Linked DNA regions of Danio rerio: region 2 is linked to region 1. Evidence: chromatin contacts called from public Hi-C data. All regions are on one chromosome and are shown on one strand. Each heading gives the region's core, a stretch centred on a gene start, on an enhancer-like site or on the middle of the called end of the contact. The rest is flanking DNA. Distances are from core to core; before and after follow the strand shown. Region 1 has its middle 20 kb from the start of rhcga. Region 2 holds the start of si:ch211-132d3.4 (a long non-coding RNA gene).

Region 1 (4,253 bases), core at 571-3,070:
CATAAAAAACAAACCATAATCTATAGTCTTTTTTAGACAGTGTCTTGAAAACATCTGCTGTTCAAAGATCTTATAATCCTCTTTAAAAGGTCTGCTGTGTTGCATTTAATGTCTGAAAATAGATGTCTAGATATTTTGAATATTAGAAAAGTCTCTAATAAATACTGTACTACTTCCAGGTGTAAACACACACCTCAAATGGATGTCTACATGATGTACATGTGGTATCAGGTATAAATGGTGACTCTTCTGTAGAATTGATGGACACTGCACACTACCTAACAAAAGTCCTGTCGTCGTCAGTTGTAAGAGCAACAAATAATACCTTGACTTCTAGTTGATCATAATGAAAAGTGTCAGAAGGTCGATTTTTCAGATGAATCATCTGTTGAACTGCATCCCGACCATCACAAATACTGCAAAAGACCTGAACCAGCATAGACTCAGTTAAATTTGATAAAGGAAAAATCATGGTTTGGGGTTACATTCAGTATGGGGGTGTGCGAGAGATCTGCAGAGTGGATGGCAACATCAACAGCCTGAGGTATCAAGACATTTGTGCTGCCCATTACATTACAAAACACAGGAGAGGGCAAATTCTTCAGCAGGATAGCGCTCCTTATCATACTTCATCCTCCACATCAAAGTTCCTGAAAGCAAAGAAAGTGAAGGTGCTCCAGGATTGGCCAGCACAGTCACCAGACATGAACATTATTGAGCATGTCTGGGGTAAGATGAAGGAGGAGGCATTAAAGATGAATTCAAAGAATCTTGATGAACTCTGAGAGTCCTGCAAGAGCGCTTTCTTTGCCATTCCAGATGACTTTATTAATCAGTGATTTGAGTCACTGGAGAGATTTATAGATGCAGTCCTCCAAGCTCATGGGAGTCATACACAATATTAATTATTTTGCCACTGCAGTATGTCTTTATATTCTATACTGTACATTATTTCTGTTAAGTGACAAGACTTTTGTCTAAGCAAAGTCAGACCTTGCTGTCCCAATTAAATAATTAAAAATCAAGGCATGATCATATTTTATTTGGGTAAAATAAGCGTAATCTAGAGGCCTTTGCCTTTCATAGAAGCCACTTCTGATACTAATGATTAACTAAACGGTCAAGTTATTATTTATTGTTTTTAAAACTTGGATAGGTGACAAGACATTTATCAGGTAGTGTACAAGTATGCTATTACTGTATTTTACATTTTTATTATTTGTATTTTTGAGTTCATCTGTGTATTTTATAACAATCTGATTCAGTTACCAAAATATTAACTGTTGTCTTATCTTGTAATGCAATATTTAAATTATTAAAATTGTTACTTTCCCATAGAGAAGAGAAACGAGAGGTGGAGCCTGGAGTTGAGAACCGACCACCACAATTGCAATTGAGCCAATGGTCTGAAAGCAGGAGAGCCGAGGTCAAATCCCTTCTCCTCTCTAATCAAACAAGTCTGCATGGGACGGGGGGTCGGGGTGTCGCTCCTGTAACAGAGATGTCCTGCTTTAATCCCCTGTGTGAAGGCAAGCGGGACGCAGGCGGGCAGGTGGGACGACCCGGCCTTAGTTTACTCTGAAAAGACCTGCCAGAGGAGCTGGAGCGCCCACAGATCTGCACTTGGATCACATAGCTCAGAGGCTGTGTGTGGAACCACTTGGCCTGCCATTGTCCCGCACGTCTGAAAGCCTGTAATCAGATTAAAGATTGCCAGGATGAAGGGGGCTAGTTTTTCTTTCTCTTTCTGCAAGGGAGCGGGGAGGGAGATTTCAGCCCCTCTAATCAGTACCTGCCATTGAAGAGCAGGAGAGGAGCTAAATAACTCGGCAGGGAGTGTGGGTACAAGGGCCTCATGGACAAATTGGCCTGTTGTTGCTTGGGTATAATGGTGGGCAGTGAGTGGGGGGGTGCGCTGGAGGAAAGGTGGTGTCTTTCATTCAGCGCTCTTTCCCCTCCTGACCTGATAATTATATCACTCTTAAGGCCTGATTGGCACTGGCTGATTGGTACATCTGTGCTGATAGACCTTTTTAGCCACGATCTGTCACTGAATCCTTCGTTACTTGTGGCTGGGAGGGGGAGAAACCTGTTATTTTGCTTGGGGTCTCGGTGATGAAGGTGTTGTTTAAAGGTTGAAAAAGGTTTCTCAATGAATTGTAGAGGATTTAGGACCAGCCTAAAAACTGAAAAGTGATTATTTCATTTTATTTCATTTATTGTCCTTTAATTTAGTCCCTTTATCTATTAGGGGTCACCACAGAGGAATGAACCACCAACTTATCCAACATATGTTTTACACAGCGATTGCCCTTCCAGCTGCAACCCAGTACTGGGAAACATCCATACACACTCATTCAAACACATACACTACAGTGAATTTAGTCTATTCAATTCATCTATAGTGCATGTATTTGGACTGTGGTGGAAATTCCTTCCATTTATACAGAGCTTTTCTAGACACTCAAAGTGCTTTACACAATGGGGGAACTTTCTCATCCACCACCAGTGTGCAGCATCCACCTGGATGATGCGACGGGAGCCATATTGTGCCAGACCGCACACCACACACCAGCTGATTGTTGGAGAGGAGACAGAGTGATGAAGCCAATTATGATATGGTTAGGATGGTTAGGAGGTCATGATGGACAAATTTGATGGTCACATTTGGCCAGGATACCCCTATACTTTTTTTTAAAGGACATCCTGTGATTTTTAATGACTACAGACAGTCAGGACCTCCAATTAACATCTCAGCTGAAAGACAGCACTCACTGAGCAGTATAGAGTCTCTATCAATATACTGGGGCGTTAGGACCCACACAGACTGGAGGTTGAGCGCCACTTCCGGCAGCAACCTAGCTTCCATGAGGTCTTCCAGGTACTTCCAGGTCTTCAGGCACTGACCAGGCGAGAGTTGTAGAGAGCTAGCTTTTGGCAATTTTTTAAATATAATTCAAGACAACTGAATTGGAAGTTCTAAAATAATCACAAAAACCAGCGCACTTCCGCATCGCAGAATAAAGCCAATAGGCATGAGCGAGTACCTGACAACCAAAATAACAATGATGGACTGCAAGCAGGGCTGACACATCCATTGAGACGACCCAGAAGACACTGCCAACCCCTTCACTTCCTGAACCGGTCACTTCCGTTTTCACTTTCGGGTTGAGGGTGGCGTGATCATCATGCTCCGGCCCTGACAACAAGACAAATACAGACACTATCAGCAACCTGATTTTACCAAGTAGGACATGTTCCTAGATTAACTTCTATGTTGATCCTGGAAGAACATTCTAATAAGCCAATCAGAACAGTTTATGTTATCTTTAGCTTATGGTTAGGTTTATGCATCTCCACATGATTGTTTTCCAACTATTCGTCACCTTAGATTTATAAGGTTCTATCTGATATTTTTGTCAAAATTGAGTTATTGACATATTCTTATTAAATGACAACCTATTTACATTATGTGCAAATTAAATAAAATTAAATGAAAAAACTTTAAAGCTCATTATCTCCAGATAATTCATAACACAGATAGAACCTTTTAATTCCAAGGTGATGTATTGTTCCCCTCTGATATTTAGAATAATTCACAGTTATGGTTGGGTTTAGGGGTAGGGAATAGGTATGGATTATATTTTCGAACAAAAAAGATGTTCCAGGATCAACATAGATGTTAATCCAGGATTGCAACATGTCACTGCAAGGATTCATACTCAGCATTTTTCGCCTTTTTCATAGATGTGAGAATTAGGTTTTTACATTTAAGTTATTTTGTAAACAAAATTAAAAAAAACAACAACTATAACCCAGATAAAATATATATGAAAAAGCAAAAGATCGGGTGTCATGGTGGTGCAGTGGGTAGCACAATCACCTCACTGCAAGAAAGTCGCTGGTTCGAGCCTCGGCTGGGTCAGTTGACATTTTTGTGTGGAGCTTGCATGTTCTCCCTGTTTGCTTGGGTTTCCTACAGGTGCTCCGGTTGCCCCCACAATCCAAATACATGCAGGATAGGTGAAATAAATAAGTTAAATTGGCTGTAGTGTATTAGGTAAAATTGTGTTATGGGTGTTTCCCAGTGTTGGGTTGAGGCTGGAAGGGCATCTGCTGCGTAAAATATGTGCTAGATAAGTTGAAGGTTCATTCCGCTGTGGTGACCCCTGATTTATAAAGGGGCTAAGCCGAAAAGATTAAAAAAGATCAACAATGTACTGTTATTTACAGTACACCAGTCTGCCACATTG
Region 2 (4,253 bases), core at 728-3,227, 70 kb after region 1:
ATGGCCTATACACACACACACACACACACACACACGATCTTTACATTGCAGTGAATTAATCTGGCAGTGTATGACTCACACAGAAGGCCTTGCTTACCTCATGCAGATTCCCTGCGATCATTGCATCCCATTCAACTTGTATGCAGTTAAGGAGGACGTTTCTACTTTCGGTTATCTAGCTTTATGAAGGCAGATAAACACTCATACAGCTAGATAACCAAAGATAGCAACTACCTCCTGTCAAAACTTTTTTGTAAAAAGTGGAACATCTCATAAAGTTGACCTGATAAACGAAAACAGGGTTAATGCGCAATAAATACATTACAGTCACTCTTTTAATAGTCTTGTAAATGCTGTTAACAACTCAAGTGCTGAATGGACTTGAGAGATTCCCCAGCCCTTCAGCACGTGCTGAAGAAGACACTATCCACAATAGCGGGCCTGAAGTTGCGGTTTCAGCCTGGATGCTTTTCCAATTGGAGTTATTGTCGAGGTTTTCATTCATCAGCCCGATTTTTAAAAGGGATTATGTCCCTTCTGGTCACTCATAATCTTAAAATAATTAATAAATAATGGCCATTATTAGGCCTCCACATGCATAATTATATCTTCAGGTCCTGCATTTTAAATTATATTTCCGCAGACTGCAATAAGGCCTTTCGTTCAACTCTTTGTACCTTACTTCCCGCACAATTATTCGCCATAATACCAAAGTAGTGGAAGATAAATATTAATAATACTTTTTTTTATTTAACCCGGATGAACATTTAGTGAGTATTTAAATAGTTTACTTTTCTGTAAGTTAGCTATACTGTACCCACGTTTCCCTCACGTATAGTGACGTCACATTACTTCATATACTGCTAAACAAGCATGCTGTTATATATAAAAAGTACATATTACGCTTTTTAAACAATTAAATAAATGCATAATGTATTGTGTAATAAAATATAAGCGCGCAAGGTTGGCTCAATTTTCACACACTGTCTAATAAACACGGATTATAAATATTTAAAAGAGAAATGCAATGAATGGATTACGCTTCACCATAAAATACTAACCCCTAATTTTAAGATTAAGATCTACAAAACACGTGTATCGTTTATATAACACAAATTAACTTATTTAAGGTTATATAGCTTCTATATCGCAGTCACGTTATTATTAAACATATACGCATGCAATATATTTAATTGAAATGTCCCAGATATTAAAGATTCACCTTGAGAGAGTGTACAAAGTGTATAGACAGTGTTGAGAGGGCCACATGCACTTACCACTGAACATGGCCTTGTCTATCATATGGGGTCAGCTATGAATAGTTCCCGTAAAACGTTAGATTCATGCATTTTTACAAATACGCATAATATATTTAGTGTTCAGTCATCTTACTGATTGCTGTCTATAAGTGGAATAAGTTATTGTGACCTCAACAGTTATACGAGTCAGTTCATGTACAATAATAATAGTAATAATAATACAAACGCACAAAGATATATGGGTAGAAATCATTTAGGTAATTTAAAAATCTTACTTTTAACAATTGACGCACATATTCCTCACTGTCAGAAAGTAAAACTACGAGTGGCCGTGTGTCGGGGACAAATAGAGGTTCCCGTTCAAGAACATGACGCTAAAAAATCTGTGGAAACATCTATAGCCAAACGCCAAACTCTTCGGTGCATCTCTTCGGCGACGCGTTTTCCCATTCAAAAAAAACTCGCAGTCCTCAAGTATTCGGCCATCGAATATTGCGTCTCAGCCATCCAGAGAACGGAACAGGCAATTTAATTTCCAAGATGGGGATTTCATCCCTTGAAAAGCATGCTTACGGTGTTCGTGCGCGCACAGACGCGAGCTTTACTTTATGAAAACCGCGCACGAGTGTGAGCTGCACGCGATGTTCTCGTTCCCTTGCCTCCTGCGCGCTCTGTGGATGCGATGTTGTCTCTCTCCAGCTCGAGAGAGTCTAGTTTCTGACTAAATGCATCCTCCTCTGGCAGTTCTCTCCTGCAGTGACGTCACTCCAGCAGCAGGCAGCCGAGCGGCCAATCATAAGCCCACGCGCGTGCTCCTTTTCTCCATCTCTCTCTCTCTCTTTCCAGCGCGCGCGCTTTCTCGGTTCGCCGAGTGCGCGCGCGCCAGAGTGTCGCCTATAGGTTGCAGAGTTCCTATAGTAACCCAAAATGAGTTACAAGTCATACCTGTAAATTAAAACGTGCAAGTTTTGCCTTTTAAAATTAGTAAGCGGTTTAGCTAATATGTTTTAAGATATCAGACTTGAGAGAGTGTTATATGTAGTCTGCTTGGTTATCATGTTATATTCGCACATATTTAGTCCACACGGTATAACTCATTATGTGTATCATGCAATCTGTTACATGCTATTATGTGTCCTTTAATTCGTGCTGAAGCTTCTGAAAATCAAGTATGTGTTAAAAAAAGTGTTATTTTAGGCCAAGAATCCGCTTTATTCGACAAAGGAATGCATGTAATAGCTCTGTATAAAAATATGTATAGGCCTATATATGAGAATTTTTGTGATTAATATTGTTGTTGGATAATGCTGATATACAATGATTATAATATTATCTGCCGACCTTTTGCGACCTTTTTTTACATCAAGTCTTATTTTAAAAAATGACGTTGCATTGTACATTTATAGAAAAGTGAATTTCTTATTGTTAAATTTCTTCACTGTTTGTACAATTTAATAGATATTAGGAAGCAGATATTTTAGATATTGTATTGATAAAAAAGGCTTATTTCTGATTGATTCGCAACTTAAAAATAAAGGTGCATTGATGATTAAACGAAAAGCATCCAATTGCATTGCGCAAATGTAAATTGTTCTTTAGTAATGTTATTTAAACTATGATTCTTATGTTGCATTGCAATACAAAACGCTCATTTAGAACCCTTATTTTTGATAGTTTAGATTTTCTGATTATTAATTATGGCGCGCGTTTTTATTCATTTGGGAATTGCTTAACCAAAATGACTAATTCATAAAAGCCAGAGAATTTCTCTGCTTTAATTAGTAAACACTTAAAAATTGAGGTGCCAAGAAGAACCTAAAAGGATTTTCCACAGTGATAGAATCACATTTGGTCCACCAAAGAACCTTTTAGTGAAAAGTTCCTCAAAGAATGTCCAAAGATTTTCTTTAAGGGTTTTGTGGATGCTAGAGGTGCTGCACCATCGATGCTTGATCCCCCCTCCATATCTTTGCTACACGTTGGACAAATATATTTCAAATACGCACTTTATTTCCCAAATATTCAAACTATCTTATTGCTTGTGCAATGTGACATTCTGAGCTCCAATTCTTGTTGTGCTAGAACTGTTTTTAACTATTGGCCTATAGTTTTATTATTATACGGTCTTATCTCGTTTTATACCAATTATAAGATCATTTAAATGCAATACTCATTTTATATCAGTTCATATTAAATAACTTCCCAATAGCCTACTGATATGTGTGCGCACACACATTTATCTCGCTACAAATCAGTCACTGAAAAATGTGTGCATCTGATTGCGTAATGTCCACTGCGACAGCGGACAGAGCCTAAATGGTGTTATTTGCTTGACCCCGCCACACGTTATGAAGTGTGTTTTAAGTGAAGAGTCCACTCTCATCATTCACAAAGGTCACTCGGGTTAAATGAATGTCCTGTGACTCTGTTGACCGAATTGTCTCGCGTCGTGCAGCTGTGAATGTCATGCATTATAGACTTACCGCTGTCATGTTTTCCCGAACCTGTGGAGCACTGAGAGACAACGATCCTTCCCCCAAAAACACACATACAAAACATAAATACTATTGCTTTGGAATCATACTAGTAAAGTGTGTTATTTTACTATATATATAATATATATTTTATATATATTTTACTATATATATAACGTTGCAACCTCAGTTGGGTAAAATATGGACAAACCCATCGTTGGGTTAATTTTCATTAACTAGGCTATATTTGCACTTTTAAACCAAACGATTGGGTTCGTCCATATTTAACAGCAACCCAGGATTTTCCTTTAGTGATACAGTATTCGCAACACATTGTTTATGAATGCCATAAAGCAAATTAATATGCATATTTCACAAGAGCAAATGCATTTAATCCCTATTTACATAGACCCTCAAGTGTAAAGAAGATATTTTAAAGAAAGCTGAAAATCATTGCTTTCTTATATGAAAAACAAATACAGTGGACGTCAATGGTTACAGGTTTCCAAATAGGGTTGGA

Evidence for each region. Hi-C and Micro-C count contacts between places; a contact is called where the count stands out from the background.
Region 2: a contact with region 1 is called in a Hi-C map of embryo, with 2.2 times the contacts expected there. The contact joins the promoter of si:ch211-132d3.4 here to the enhancer-like site in region 1. A contact is called at or near these places in 9 of 18 Hi-C or Micro-C datasets (caudal fin, embryo, hematopoietic stem cells and 1 more) and 2 of 4 datasets of contacts at active chromatin or transcription factors (caudal fin and embryo).

What each region holds. Positions count from the first base shown.
Region 1 is chr7:14,312,616-14,316,868 of GRCz12tu, forward strand. No RefSeq gene overlaps it. Among named protein-coding and RNA genes, the nearest start is that of rhcga, 20 kb to the left of the region's middle. Within about 2 kb of position 1,821, at least 11 of the 62 cell types and tissues checked have an H3K27ac peak or open chromatin away from gene starts, as enhancers often do.
Region 2 is chr7:14,382,268-14,386,520 of GRCz12tu, forward strand. It overlaps si:ch211-132d3.4 (a long non-coding RNA gene), which reads right to left and starts at 1,978. Exons shown (of 5, transcript NR_186720.1): 1 at 1,535-1,978; 2 at 98-283. It overlaps mir9-6 (microRNA 9-6), which reads right to left and starts at 238; the gene lies at 151-238.